3 separate regions of the Zea mays genome follow, and all the other regions are linked to region 1. A link is a contact called in public Hi-C data. All regions are on one chromosome and are shown on one strand. The core of a region is the stretch at or near the end of the contact, and the rest is flanking DNA. Distances in the headings are between cores, read along the strand shown. Region 1 holds the start of LOC542286 (anthranilate synthase homolog1). Region 2 holds the start of LOC100285837. Region 3 holds the start of LOC100381656 (Sterile alpha motif (SAM) domain-containing protein).

Region 1 (2,798 bases), core at 208-2,707:
TAAAAACACAGACAAAAAATTGCATGTATATGCATATAATGCATCTTACTTTGGAACTAAGACGGTTCGCTGGGGTTGCACCTAGAGCTCTAGGGGCACCCTAAGCCGCAATGGTTGCCTCTAAAGAATACCCCAAATTTATGCGTAGGTCCTCCTACCCCTAAATCTAGGGTGTTCTTTCTCTTTCCCCTAATTTTTTATACTCTAAACTAAGAATTAAACATAGAATTAATATGTACGTGTCGTTTTAGACTATGACAAATACATATGTAAAAAACTAATTAAAAATATATTAGGAATATGGTGTATTATGCATAGGGAGATGAATTTAGAGGGAATCACTACGGGTGTTCGTATTTAGAGGGATGGAATCTTTTAAAGGGTGTGAAGAAATGGGCTTTAGGGGGATGATATGGAGGGAACCGCTGCGGATAGTCTAACATCACGAGTGAAACGTGAAAGGAACTATTCCAGTTCTGCACAGCCAGGGGCAGATCTAAACCCCGGGCCACCCGGTCCGTGGCCCGGGGCATGATCCATACAAGTCCATATAAATTTATTTGATCCAGTCTAAAAAATAGTTAATATAAAAAGGAAGGGAAGGAAATTTAATGGACTTGACTTGGCCCTCGGCATAAGAAAATTCTAGATTCACCCTGCACACAGCAATTCATCTTGCAAATATTCTTGAACTAACATCGTGAGCAACACATGAAAGAAACTATCCCACCTGGGCATAGCAATTCATCTTGCAACAACCAAACACTACACAACTCAACGAGGGAAGATGTCCAAACAAATGTCCAGAAATGCTTGCTGCAGCTGCAACCAGATGTGTAACCGCAAACAGGAACTATGGTACGTGCAAAGTATGAACCCACCCCACCTGTGTGGCCACAGCCCGCAGGCAGAGGCAGCCGCCACTCATCTCCAGTCGCAAGGATACCGCACGCACAGATCACATATAACCCACACCATATTTCGGAAGGGAACAGGCCCCCCACAACAGGAAACATAGAACGACAAATTACCTGGCAGAGGTTGTATGTGAAGCTGTCGTAGTTGTCGATGACGATGATGGGCTGCTTCTCCGTGGCCGGGCGGCCGTCCAGGTCGGCCACCGGTGCCGCCGCGGCCGGCCCCGCGGCGGCGACCAACGGGAACGCCGCTCCGTTTCCCTTAACCGACAAGCCAGCGCTCGCGAAACCTGCGGGTGGTACGCAGATACAAGCGGCCCGTCAACAGTGCGGCGGACCAAGCCAGGAAGGGGGGGAGAGAGAAGGTGGAAGAGGCGATTCGTACGAGGCGTCGACCGGAGGCGCGCGAAGGCGGAAGCGGGAGAATGCGCCGGGGAACGAGCCGCCGCTGCGGCGGGGGAGGAGACCCCCGCGGCGGCGATGTGGGAGCAGGCCATCTGGGCGGTGCCGGTAGGGAGGGGGCGAGGGTGGGCGGAGGTGTCACGTGTTTGTAGAGTGGGCGAGGTTTTGCTGCCTCTATAAATAGAATTTTACAGACATTGGTGAAAAAGAAAACGTTTTTGGGTCAGGCTGATATCTGGGGTTTTTATCGTTTAAAGTTTAATAATTAACGACAGGAGAGAGAGAGAGAAAGACTGAAAGAGAGAGTCGCGTGGAGCAGCTGCAGCAGCGCATTTTCCTCGTTTTCCACTTCGCGCCGCCGCCACCGCGCACTGACGTGACGTGGTGTGGTGCTGGTGTCCCGCCCTGCCCGGAAGGGAACAGGTAAACACCTGCGGATCTCCGGTGCTGCGACGTCGCGGTCAAAACGGCACCAGTGATCTCGCCGGAGACGCCGGTCTCACTCCGTTGCATCTTCTTTATTGTTTTAAAAAAGAACGAGTGGTGCTGGTATTGGTAGGTGAATGGAAGGGGGGGGAGGAAGTAGCGGATTGGGTTAGATTCGAGCCTAGCGCATGCGTCCATCGATTTTAATTTTAAAATGTTCAGGGGTGGGGCAGGAATCGGTCGACAGTCCATGCATGCGATCTCTATCCGATCCCGGGCGAATGAATCGGTCGTCCGTATCTGTATTGAAGAGAGATGACTGTACTTGCCGCTGTTAAAGTGAAGTTCCTTGATCGACAAAACGCTCCTAGCGAGCGGAATTGATAGCTAGGATAAATAATTGGCTACTTTGGAATCTCGGGCGGAAATATCTGTTGCACTCTACTTTTTATGCTCCAAACTGTCTACTACTAGATTGGATTAAAAAACTAGAAATAGCATGCAAGTCTTTACACCGGCAAACAACACGTGCAAGGATTGAGTTATAAAAGAAACACCGTGCAAGGACCTCGTTTGGTTTTAATCTTTCAACTGTGTTTTGTCACAATGAATTGCAGCAGCAGCAACATTTTGAATAACTGGTTTTAATTCGAAGCGAACAGCTGTCTCTCTCTATTCTAGCAATTGTGCTGTCCAGCGCCACGGACAGAAATTTTCGCTTCTTCACGAAGTTGTACATGAAAGACGACTCTGTGATACCCGATTTCATTGTTGAACACCTGCAGATGAGACTAAATGCAAACATCAGCATGGATCTCTCATCTCTGCATGGATTTCTCCGATGAGGAAATAAGCTAGTGATGATCTATTCCAAATAGGACTTATAAAAGCCCAGGTTCCGGTACTTTTCCAGGTAGATTTATCCAAAGAAATTAGGATCTTCTAGAAGACGATGTGACCATCAAAGGGATCAAACAGTTCTTCCTTTCCACTCATATGTCTGAAGGCGTGCAAATGACACATTAATTATGCTAATTCCGAAAGAAAAAAAAA
Region 2 (3,064 bases), core at 349-2,848, 280 kb before region 1:
ATAAGCAGTTAAGTGAGACCAAGTAGACGATGGAGGGGGGGACACAGAATGAACATAAATAGCAACAACTGAGATTGTTTGCTCAATATTGTGGGCAGAACCAACCAAATCTTATCACCTTACTATCATGACTGGTAACCAACTTATGCCACAAAGGGTGCAGATAAGAAATAAGGAAGAACATAAATACATTATACATATAAGGATCCACTAATGGTTTTGTTGTAACAAATAAATAAATTAATAATGGAAGAAGTTTTTGGTCAAACTTTGTCTAGCATCACCATTTTGATCAGATCAATAAAGCCATAATGTGCATAGTTGAATGTTGTCTTGCCAACTTGACAAGAAAACATGGAGATGGAGTAACACTCAGGTGCTATTTGGTTCATATATTTGTAACGTAATAGATAACTGATAATGTTAAACCATGTTTGTTTAAGTACAACCATAATTAGCACTAGAAACTGATACCGACATATTCAAATTTATTACCGCTAGTACTCGAGTGTGAATCATTACTGTTGGCATTTACGTTACATTTCATGAACCAAACGGGACCTTAGTGGTAACGGGTACAACGACATCACTGCTGTGAGAAATTGAGCACTTTCCATATGAATATGATTTCAGCTGTGTGACTCCATAATCATATGACTTACTAGGACATAATATATGTTCTGCCAGCCAACCATCACCGATCCTCACATTAACTGGTCAATGCGCCCACCCCCGCCTCCTCTATTTACTACGTGTATGTCGTAAATAGGGTTATTTGTTGTAAGTTTTGAACCGTCTGGTCTGGCAACGTCTCTGCCCCCGTTTCATTTTGGGCCAGGGCAGCATGAGCATCGAATTTGAGAGCTAAACATCTACTTGAATCCTTCCTACGCTCTAGATCTTATTCTGAATCGAATATGCCATAAATCCGTGTTTCTATTTGTCTCCGATTCGTGGCCATACAGACATGGATGAAATAAACATGCTTTTTTTATAAAAAAAAATTGACATTGTAACAGTTGAGATATTTTGTTTAGCCGCGCGCAGAAACAAATCCACAAACAAACACTAGCGGCTGAAATAAACAAGAGGGAGAAGCTTTGTGCCCACGGTTATAGGTACCTTCTTGAGCGCGAGCGCGAGGCGCTTGCTCTCGAGCCGCGGCATGGCGGCGACGGCCTCGAGGGCGATCCTCACCGCGCGCCGCTGCAGCGGCAGCGGCATGTCCGCCGCCCGCACGCACACCGCCACCTTCCTCCCCTCCGCCTCCGCCGCCGCCGCTTCCCCCCTCGGCTTCTTCATCGGCGTCCTCTCCTCCGCCTTGGCCTCATCCTTCCCTCCCTTACCCTCACCGCCGACGTGCGGCGGCGCCTTCAGCTGAGGAGGCTCCACGTCCGCCTTGGCCTCCGGCTCGGGCTGGGGCGGGTCGGCGAACTTGGTGCGGCGCACGAGCGCGCTGAGGTAGCGGCTGCGGCGCTCGAGCTCCTCGCAGGCTGGGTCCATGGGGGCGCCGGACCGACGCGTGCTCCAGCGTCCTCGGCCTCTGAAGTCCGGGAGAGTGAGAGAGAGTGGTGTTCGGCTGGGGGCTTTTTCGTTTTCCTCGGGGTTTTGGTTGCTGCTCCAGGAATTCGTGGGAGCAGCTTTTGAGACGAGGCGTGAGTTCCCTTTTCCTTCCCCAGGCGAATTTCGTTTCGTTTTTTTTTTGCTCCGTTGTTTGAGAAGCGACTGATGCTGATCGACGACAGGAGGAGCGTTCGTTGATTAGCGTTGCAAGGGCCATCACCACATGGTCCCGCCGCACCTTGCTTTACTGTCCGTTCGATTCGGCTCAGGCATTTGACAAACTGTCGGCCGGGCGACGCGAGCAGCATCCACCGCCGGCTCGGCTGTGCACGTCAGGTTTGACTTGTCGTGGGGTTAGACCGTTAGAATCTGTGTGACTGTCGACGTTCTGGTTGGTAACAAGATATTTGTCACGATTTTATCAATCTCAAAAAATTATCGGTCTAGTTTTATTAAAAATATTTATATATGACTTACGTTCATATAGATAACTTTACGTGGATTATGAGGTATTATCTCCATTCTCGAATATTTATCGTCTGTTTAGTTAATTTTAAAACTAAAATACGATAAATAAAAAATGATAGAAGAATATGTTATGAGCTGTCTTTATTATACTGTGTATTAAAAAAAAAGTCCACCGTCGGCTGCCGCGTCGCATCGGCGTCGCCCTGTCAGTCTATCTGTCACTTCCGACGCAGCGGGTGGTGCACACGACTCCAGCCAGCCGCGATGGGCCATTTGAACTGCCCCAGGGGTTCCGGTGAGACGGGTCAGTCCTACTGTCTCTTCGGTGGAGTGGTGCTGGACTGACTGCTGGTGCGTGCAAAAGAAGAGAATAAGGCTGTCCGCAGCGGTTCACTCTAAATTTTTCCCTCTATATGCTACTATGCAGCCACGTCAGCGAAATTTTCTCCTCTATATTTACTCATCCCGCAACGGTTACCTCTACATATTCCCCTATCTCCTACCCTACATATAAAATACACATTTCATTCCAACTAACTTCAACTACCTCTTTTTTTATTTATTTTGTTTTTAACGTATGACTGTAAAAAACAATGCGTTTAGCAATTTATTTTTAATTTCTAGTAATTTGAGTCAACATTTCTGTTAACCAATAATTAAGAATTTCACTTTGCACGCATGGGACATGGATCCAAATTCGTCCTCCAAGCTTTTACTGTCCAGACTGTATCGTTGCCTCGGTAGGTAGCAGTGGCACTCCGTCCTCCTCGCCGGGGCGCCGCAGCCGCTGGCGTCGGACCCGTCGATGGACGCGCCGCAGCGCGCGCAGCTGGAGTGGGCGATCGGGGCGACCACCATCGTGCTCTTCGTCGCCACCGTGTCGTACGTCGCGCTCAGCGCCATCTTCAGCTGCCTCTGCACCGGCGGAGGGTCGTCCCGACGGCGGCAGCAACCCGACGGTGGCGATACCGGGCCGCAGCTGAAGATTGCCTCGTCTCGTCCTGCGCTGGGTCGTTGCCAAAGCCACTCGGCG
Region 3 (3,067 bases), core at 447-2,946, 430 kb after region 1:
AGCGGGGCTTTGTTGGAGGGGCGTGTACCTTAAGGCTGACACGAGCGGTGGCGCCATGCTCGCCGGTGGTGGGCACCTCCTCAGGTGGCCGCGACAACCACACCGCCGCGCCCCAGGCACTTGATGGAGGAGGGTGGGTCCCCGTGCGGCCTCTTTGCGCCGACGGTCAAGAGAGAGAGAGTGCGGGGGCATGATCCCTCTTCTTGCGGCTTGCGGTTTCATGCGGGAGGTGAGAGGCGGCTTCATGCGGGAGAGTGGAGGAGGGGTGGAGAACGCGGTAGCGAGGAGACGGTGCGCGAGGGTGGGGGAGGGGCGGAGAACGCGGAGGTCGTGCTGTGGCGACGGGAGCGACGACGCGCGGGGGGCAGCTGAGGCGCTAACCGTGCTTCGACAGTGAGCTTTGGTTTGGGCCACAACAAGCAAATGGGCCTCCCAGAAAGCGTGTATTTCGTATTTGCAAGCCAAACTTAGTACCACATCAGGTACTAAACTGTGCACGCATCTGTTTATAAGTGTCAGTGCGGATACAACATTGTGGTCTTGGTTGGGCGGCAACCTGTATAGGCTTGGCTGTGCGCGAGCTTTTATTCCTACACAGCTAGATTTTTTGGACCCGACAATGGCAGAACGCTACGGGTGGGACATGGGAATGGCGCCACGGGTGGGACATGGGAATGGCGCCACGGGACATGGGAATCGGAATGGCAACGCTACGGGTGACGCTACGGGTGGGACATGGGAATGGCGCCACGGGACATGGGAATCGGAATGGCAACGCTACGGGTGGGACATGGGAATGGCGCCACGGGACATGGGAATCGGAATGGCAGAACCAGGAATGGGGCAGCCTACCCCTTAGAGTCTTAATAAGTAGTATAGATATATATATATGTTGAGATGATGAAGGTATGCCATTCATGACCTTCGTTCGAAGATCATTATATCCTTGAGGACATAATGCTTCGAAGAACGAAGGACATTGACAAGTAACCTGTTTTGGTGTTGCCTTGTTCTCAATTTATAACATTTGAGAGCAAGTCCCCAACAAAGGCCAAAATTTTAACATCCAAATAGATATCTGGATCCATCCATATTTAGGTCCCAAAATGAGTCCAGCACATTTAATTAATAATGCTGGGCTGAGAGTCCAGCCCCATGAACTGGCCCGCCACGTGCTGTAATAATTATGAGCCAGACCGGTCCAAAATTCAATTATAACCGTCCATGTCTTTTCGGACTTGGACCGTGTTGCGCGGTCCGGCTGTATATCTATAGTCGACCAGGACAAGAAATGGAGCACAATATTTTTTTTAGAAAAACTAAGATGTATAACCCATTGCAAGAGGATATTTTGCTAGTAGAAAGTTAGGACTTATTTAGAACAGTTGCAGTTTTAGAAAATTTGATAAAATTAGTAAGTAGATTATTAGGTGCTTTAGAAAATCGTGTACGCCTTTAAAAATATTTAGATAATCTATTTGTTTATTATTTAGATTAAAATAATTTTAAAACTATTTAAATTAATATTATAAACAATCTCCCGCTAGAGCTGGAGACTTGAGTCATCCAAACACTCGCACGTCGAAATCTGGAAAGCGCAAAAGGCCCGCACGCACCTGCGTCTGTGTGCAGCGACCAGCGACGCAACAACTTCCGTTCCGTCCCCGGCGCCGGTAAACGACGTCTCACTTTCAACGCACATCCCCAATCTTCATTCCCCTGAAACCCTAGCCGCTCCGTCCGGTCGCGCCACTCCCTTCGCCTCTCTAAGGTTCCGGCGGAAGCCGTCCTCTGCGTGACTGCGTCGGCTGCGGTGGAGATGGCTTCCTCGTCGGCGTCTTCGAGGCACCAGGTCACCATCACCCTCGGCCGCAGCGGTCAGGTGGGCTGTCCAGTCTGGGTCAACCCATGCTTATAAGGCTAGCGTGGTCTCATTCTCCATTGCGGTTTTCCCTACGGCATCTTCCATGGTTTGAATGTTGATTGATTAGCATCAGAGCAGATTCTCCCGCAAGAGAGAACAGGGCCGATGATCTGGTAGAGGTCTGTATAGCATTGGTTAACCTTAGTTTGGGTCTAGTGTGCGGGGTATCAGGTATTGTATGGTGGATCCTACGCGTTTTGGTGTGTCAAAAGTTGGTTGCATGGTGTTGGATTTGGTTGTTGACTATCGAGGGTACAGTTCTGCTGCGTACCTCAAATCAAGGGATGCTGCTGTGATTTTTGGAAGGTGGCTTAATCTATGTGTGATTGCTCACTTGGTAGTTTTGAGTTTCTAACTAGTGTGGTTGGGGTGGGAGGTTGGGCTAACATGATAAGTACATGTATGGGTGTTCTGATGTTGTGGGATATAGTCATGGTTATTAAAGCGGTAAAACGTTATGAACCAACTTTTTAACATTTAAACGTTTAAACGAATGTTGAAACGTCTTTCATACTTGACATAGAAATTCAAATATAGAATAAGTTCATACATAAGTTGAGTTCACAAACCAAATAGCATAAAAAGAAACAGATCAAGTTTAACAACACAAGTTCAACCACATAAGTTACAACTTATGCATGATAAGTAACCATCATCGAACTCATCAATATGAAGACCATGAGCATCCACGCCTTGATCATCACCATCTTTTCCACTATTGCTTCCTTCAATTTCTTCTTCCACATCAAGATCATCAAGAATATATGGTTGCACAATCAGTGCTCACCAATATGGTTGAGCAAATAGAGCTTGAATGATTGATTCACTGTTGGGCAATATGGTTGCACAAAATCAGTACTCACCAATATGGTCTGCTGTGGGCGTAGTGTCGCAGTTCGTGGCCGGCGGAGAAGACGAGGGCGGCGGCACAGCGGCTGGCTGAGGAGCAGTGGCTGGCTGAGGAGAGGAGAGTGGCGGCTGGCTGTGTGGCTGAGGAGAGGAGAGCAGAGCGGCGGCCGGCGCAGAAGAGGAGGGGGGCGGCCGGCTGTGGCTGAGGAGAGAGGAGAGCAGAGCGGCGGCTGGCTGAGGGAGTGAGGGCGCCGCGTCCAGCGCTGGCCAGTGCCCAGGAAAGTGACCTAGAAA

The links. Hi-C and Micro-C count contacts between places; a contact is called where the count stands out from the background.
Region 2: a Hi-C map of ear shows a contact between it and region 1, with 5 times the contacts expected there. The contact joins the promoter of LOC100285837 here to the promoter of LOC542286 in region 1. A contact is called at or near these places in 5 of 25 Hi-C or Micro-C datasets (bundle sheath, ear, endosperm and 2 more).
Region 3: a Hi-C map of ear shows a contact between it and region 1, with 5 times the contacts expected there. The contact joins the promoter of LOC100381656 here to the promoter of LOC542286 in region 1. A contact is called at or near these places in 2 of 25 Hi-C or Micro-C datasets (ear and tassel).

What each region holds. Positions count from the first base shown.
Region 1 is chr2:42,788,700-42,791,497 of Zm-B73-REFERENCE-NAM-5.0, reverse strand. LOC542286 (anthranilate synthase homolog1) reads right to left here and starts at 1,457. Exons shown (of 8, transcript NM_001305858.2): 1 at 1,303-1,457; 2 at 1,032-1,207. The coding sequence starts at 1,414.
Region 2 is chr2:43,071,516-43,074,579 of Zm-B73-REFERENCE-NAM-5.0, reverse strand. LOC100285837 reads right to left here and starts at 1,598. Exons shown (of 2, transcript NM_001372338.2): 1 at 1,123-1,598. The coding sequence starts at 1,503.
Region 3 is chr2:42,355,970-42,359,036 of Zm-B73-REFERENCE-NAM-5.0, reverse strand. LOC100381656 (Sterile alpha motif (SAM) domain-containing protein) reads left to right here and starts at 1,696. Exons shown (of 6, transcript NM_001174471.1): 1 at 1,696-1,882.